Regions from separate parts of the Oryzias latipes genome. Here region 1 is linked to region 2. Evidence: chromatin contacts called from public Hi-C data. All regions are on one chromosome and are shown on one strand. The core of a region is the stretch at or near the end of the contact, and the rest is flanking DNA. Distances in the headings are between cores, read along the strand shown.

The links. Hi-C and Micro-C count contacts between places; a contact is called where the count stands out from the background.
Region 1: a contact with region 2 is called in a Hi-C map of embryo, with 2.6 times the contacts expected there. The contact joins the promoter of dhodh here to the promoter of spg7 in region 2. A contact is called at or near these places in 2 of 5 Hi-C or Micro-C datasets (embryo and gastrula embryo).

Annotation. Positions count from the first base shown.
Region 1 is chr3:17,852,473-17,855,172 of ASM223467v1, reverse strand. It overlaps dhodh (dihydroorotate dehydrogenase (quinone), mitochondrial), which reads left to right and starts at 1,374. Exons shown (of 9, transcript XM_004067048.4): 1 at 1,374-1,499; 2 at 2,058-2,270; 3 at 2,358-2,557. The coding sequence starts at 1,482.
Region 2 is chr3:17,655,585-17,658,284 of ASM223467v1, reverse strand. It overlaps spg7 (paraplegin), which reads left to right and starts at 1,408. Exons shown (of 17, transcript XM_004067132.4): 1 at 1,408-1,865. The coding sequence starts at 1,644. ankrd11 (ankyrin repeat domain-containing protein 11) reads right to left here and starts at 154. Exons shown (of 14, transcript XM_023953418.1): 1 at 1-154.

The DNA.
Region 1 (2,700 bases), core at 125-2,624, 200 kb before region 2:
ACCACAGGATTTCATCTCTGCTCTATGCAGATCATGTTGTCCTGTTGGCTTCATTAAGCCGGGACCTCCAGCGTGCATTGGGGTGGTTTGTGGTAGAGTGTGAAGCGGCTGGGATGAGGGTCAGCACCGCTAAATCTGAGGCCATGGTTCTTAACTGAAGAAAGGTAGTTTGCCATCTCTCTGTGGGTAGAGTGTCCCTGCCCCAGGTGGAGAAGTTTAAATATATTGGGGTCTTGTCCATGAGTGGGGGAAGACTGGAGCGTGAGATTGACAGGGGGATAAGAGCAGTGTCCGTAGTTATGTGGTTGCTGTTCGGTCCGTTGTGGTGAGGAGAGAGCTAAGCCAATAAGCAAAGCTCTCAATTTACTGGTCAATCTTCCTCTGTGGCAGATGGTCCAACAAGTGACAATACAGTGATGTAGAGTTTTATTGTTTTAGAACAAAATTTAATGTTTTTTGGGTGAATATCACTCTAAAGATTTAATCTGCTCCTTTTTTCTGATTTTCCTAATTGACTTCTATTTTCACAGAAATATCGTCCTGTTGTCCCCTACAGTGGACATGTTGGGAAATTTTAAAAAAAATTTTTTTTTTAAAAATTAAAATTGTAAGTTGTTTTTTTTAGGCCCGAATAGATAGGAAATCACACAAAAACAAATATTGGGAGACACTTTTTTTCCTCGGTTCTCAGGTGGTTAAAACTTTGGGGTTTCTTAAAGGGCTTTTTTCACTTGTTGAAATGGCATTTCAATTTTAAACAACAGCCACTGTGAATTAAATGTTTGCTTAATAAAAAGATTTTTGTAGCACACTCATGTGTTAGTATTTTTTTTTCCCATTTGAACTAGTCTTGAATAAAAATAAACTGCAAGTTAAAATGAGGCATGTTTTTTTAATTAAATATTATTTGAACTAAGACTCAGATAGATACATAGATATGCAAACTTGGAAAACTATATTTAGAAATGTACTTCATTAATATTTTTAAAAAGCTTCTTCAAATGCTATTAACTTCTTATGTCCACACTAAATTTAAAATGGGAAAGAGTTTGAATATTGCACCCACTTCACTGTTTAGTTTAACTGATAAGGTATGCCTTTGAAAAGTTTTTTATTTTTCTTTTCTATCCTGATGCATTTTAAATTAAAAATAAGACAAAGAAAAGCCCCACAGATCATTTATCCATAACTTTCTTGAGGTGCTCATTAAATGCACCACTGAGTCTTGCATATTGGTAAAAATAAATAAAAAGAAAACATTAATTTAAAAAGACGAAATATGTTAGCTAAAGATGTGAAATAGTGTTTCGAAAATGTTTTCACTATGAACATTGACTGTATTTGAGAATAATAAACCACACATTTGTAGCATCCACTTCCGGGTCATGAGTCGTTGGTGAGGTATCGCGAGAACATGATGGGGAAGTTGCTTTTGAGTAACATGGTGAGGCGTTCATGTCCCCAGACACAGAACTGCGTCAATGGCGGGACAATTGAAGGTAACTCAGGACTAAATAAACGATTTCAGATTTTCCAGAGGTATACATGTTATTATAACTCTTGTTTTCTGTGCTAAAGTGTAGCCTCAAACCAAGCTAACCTAATGTCGGTCGGTAAGTTTTACATAATAAAATCCTGAAAGTTATGTATACATTTAATTTAAATTGAACTCATCCCGTCGCTTTAATGCTGTTTGCCTGCACATGCTATTTGGAATGTTTAAATAAAGAAAACGTTACTCTTGTGGTGATGAAATAATGTGATGAACACATTATTTCTCACTAAACTGATAAGCTCAAGCCAATCATAACTAATTGTCAGTTTTGTTGCTTCATTTACACTGTCGTGTCGTTTTAAGGAAACACATTGGTGTTGCAGGTAGAACTACCTAGCATTCACACAGTGACAATTCATGGCTCAAAGCACTGAATGCCGACACAACCTTTTGTGTCAACTGGATGGTAAACATGTCATTTAGTGCCATTTCTGTGACAGTCGCTTGTTGAGATCTCCAGTGGATTCTGTCACTCGAACATCTGTCATGTCTTCATTAACAGAGACGCCTTAAAGATGCGGTGAAGGTCATCGGGTCAGGAAGCCTCCTGTTTGCCTCTTACCTCACTGCCGTTGGAGATGAGCGTTTCTATGCCAACCAGCTGATGCCTCTGCTGCAGAGGATTGTGGGGCCAGAAATGGCACACGTGTTTGCGGTCAAGATAATGGGAATGGGCCTTGTTCCTCTGAACCGCTACCAGGATCCTGCAGCTTTAGTAAGCCTGGAACATTTTTTTATCCTCCTGTTAAATTGAAAAAATATTTATTTCTATTTGTTAAAGTTGGACCATTTGCCCGTATAGGAGGTGACCACACTTGGCCTGAAGTTTAAAAACCCTATTGGCATTGCAGCCGGCTTTGACAAGCATGGGGAAGCTGTGGACGCTCTTTACAAGTTGGGGTTCGGCTTTGTTGAGGTTGGGACAGTCACTCCAAAGCCACAGGAGGGGAACCCGAAACCACGAGTGTTTCGGCTCCCTGCCGATAATGCAGTAATAAACAGGTACCTTTCAAAAGACTGCGCACTTTGGGGACAGAAATAAAATCCTTATTTGGTGCATCTTCCTGAAACAATTTCATCTTGATTAAGAACTGAAGTAGTTACAGATAAATGTGCACTTTGTGCTGCTTGACAATTGATAGCTG
Region 2 (2,700 bases), core at 159-2,658:
TCACCACAACCTAAGAATGTTTAGGAATCCATTGGTATGTCTTTAGGCTAGCCATGGTGGACGTAAACCTTCAAAAGACCATATTTTTGTTTCGCTTTAATCCTCTCAGCCAACCCATTCGAGCGGTTATCGAAGCGGCCTTTGACTTCAGTGTGTAGCTGGGACGGAAACACGTCCGGGATGAAACGAGCGCTCTGATTGGTGGTTCCGCTGAAGGCGGATCCCTTTCCTTTGGATCGAGAAACGGACGCCATTTTGGATCCTCAAAGGGTGCAAATCTGCATTCAAAGTCAGGGCACGTTGAACTCCAACGTGGCCGAATACAACACGCAGTTTCAAACACAACTGACCAAGCTCCATGATATAGTTGGAAAGCCAAGAAAACGAAATGGAGCGCAGGCAAAGGGTCTACTCGTTTTTATGTTTGTGAACGCATAGCGCTTTTCATTTAAGCCTCCAGGTTGTGTGTTGGTTAAAATATCCACATGTGTGAATGCGCACAAATCCGACTGAGTCTAATTTTTCTCCATATGGATTGTATACAGGGAACGTGGCACATCATACATTTTTATTACATAATTATAAATAAATAATTTTCCAGCAAGCTTATTCCTCAGTCCGACAAAACCCACTCTAATCCGAGTTACCATAATAAAATGAGAGATTATATTTTGTGGCGAATCATTTGTAAATGTTGAGTCCTACAGGCGGCGCAGAAACACAAATAACCCGCCGTGGGGCGTGAATACGACGTTTGACGGTGATAGATGACATATAGTTTACCTCAAACGGGATGCACTGGACCATAAAACTAACGTACCTAAAGATTTAGCGCAACGGGAAGAGATGACACGCAGACGTTTATTGGCTAGAAACAACAACCCTTCTCTTATTGGGTCAATGAATATGCCAGTCAAATTGAACTGCAAACGTCCCAATTCAACACTGCTGTGACTGTTTACAACTTGGGTGGCGGTAAAATGGAACAGTCTCCGAAATGCTTCGGAAAAGAAGAATGTAAATAAAATATTTGAAACTAATAATTTATTCAATTTGAGCTTGGAAGATGAATAATGTACATTTCAATTGTGCAATATGTGTGATTATAAATTGAAACGAAAGCGTAATTAGCTTTTATCGCGGATTGTGTTCCACAAAAACAACTCTAGCAAAGCCAAAGAAACCGTCATTTACTGAACAATGGCGCTCTCTGGCGGACAGTCCTTGCACTACAATAGTTTATTCTGATTTTACACAGTTGATGACTAAAGTTGCGGATTAATATATGAAGAAACTTATATGTTGTGTTTTTTTTCCCCCCCACATGTTGAACTTGATGCATTTGAGTTTTGGAAATCCTGAACACCTGGTTTATCCTATTTTATTTTCTAGCGTATGTCCAACTTGTCTTTCAAACTCCATGTCAGTAGGTGGCAGTAATGCCCACAGTTTCTGTCTGAAAACTGTATATGACGTCCAAGAAGGAGGGAGCTCCTCTGTTTCTGTTGAATAATGCTAGCTGAGACTTAAAGCTACGATGATAAACAGCGTTTCACAACCACTAGTTTGAGCTTTATGGACGATCTACGGCTATGTCGTCGCGGATAAAGATTTAAAGCTCATTCTGGAAGAGACCGTGCACCATGTCAGCTTTGTTGCAACACTGTGCTGGCGTCAGTAGGAAATGCAGCAGATGTTTTTGGACGCCCTCGAGACGAAACTTGCATTATTATACGTTAGCTTCGAGGCTGACATCCAGGGTCACAGTGAAACATGTCCTGTTCAGCAATGCGTTTGCTAGGAAGACGCTGGTTTCCATGTCAGAGCGGACTTTCAAAGGTCAGCCACAGGAGAAACTCATTCAGGTAAGGCAGACATCAATCCAATCTGCACTCTGACAATCAATGGATGTGGAGACATGATGAGTGGCTGTAGTGTCCCATATTCATGCATTGTGTTCTAAAAAAAAGGTCAGTCTTGTAGATGTTGTTTTGTTTTACATGTTTGAATTGATTCTTGTCTAAAATGTCACACACACCAGGTCTCTGCAGCCCTCAGGATCAGAGTTAATAAAAACATTTCTGTAGAGAACATGCATCCACAAGTCTTTTTTTCTTTGTGCTTTAAAGAAAATGTTTTATGAAGAAGTTCAAAGCAAATATAAAGACTGATATATTAATAGGGAGACAAGAAAGATAGGCAAGATTAATTGATATTCACTTTTTTGTCCAACATATGTTCAACATTTGTGCTGATTTATTGTAATTCTCTACAAATGCTGTTGGTATATATTCAAAAAGGAGTTTGGACTAGTCTATACGTTGTTAATGACTCACTCGGATGAAAATTGTGCTTTTGTTGTTTTTTGGCTTTTTTTGTGGCATTTGTTTCCGCGATGGAGGACATGAAAATTAAGATTAAAATTGCATCATGAGAAGTTCTTTTTTCAAATCATTGTGAATCAGGAGCAGACTAAAAACGCCGTTTGAAAAAAGCCGTTGTAGGGACGTAGGTGCTGCAGTTGGCGAGCCACCAGCTCCCTGCTCCACTTCATTCTGATGCATCCACTTGCAGACAAATAGATCCGTGTACGTCGCTGTTTTCCTCCTCTGACATCTGGCTCAAAACTGTACGGCTGGATGGATCCAAAATTTTTGTTGCACCAGTAATGTTAGGTTGGGGGCTGTAAGATAGTGAGAG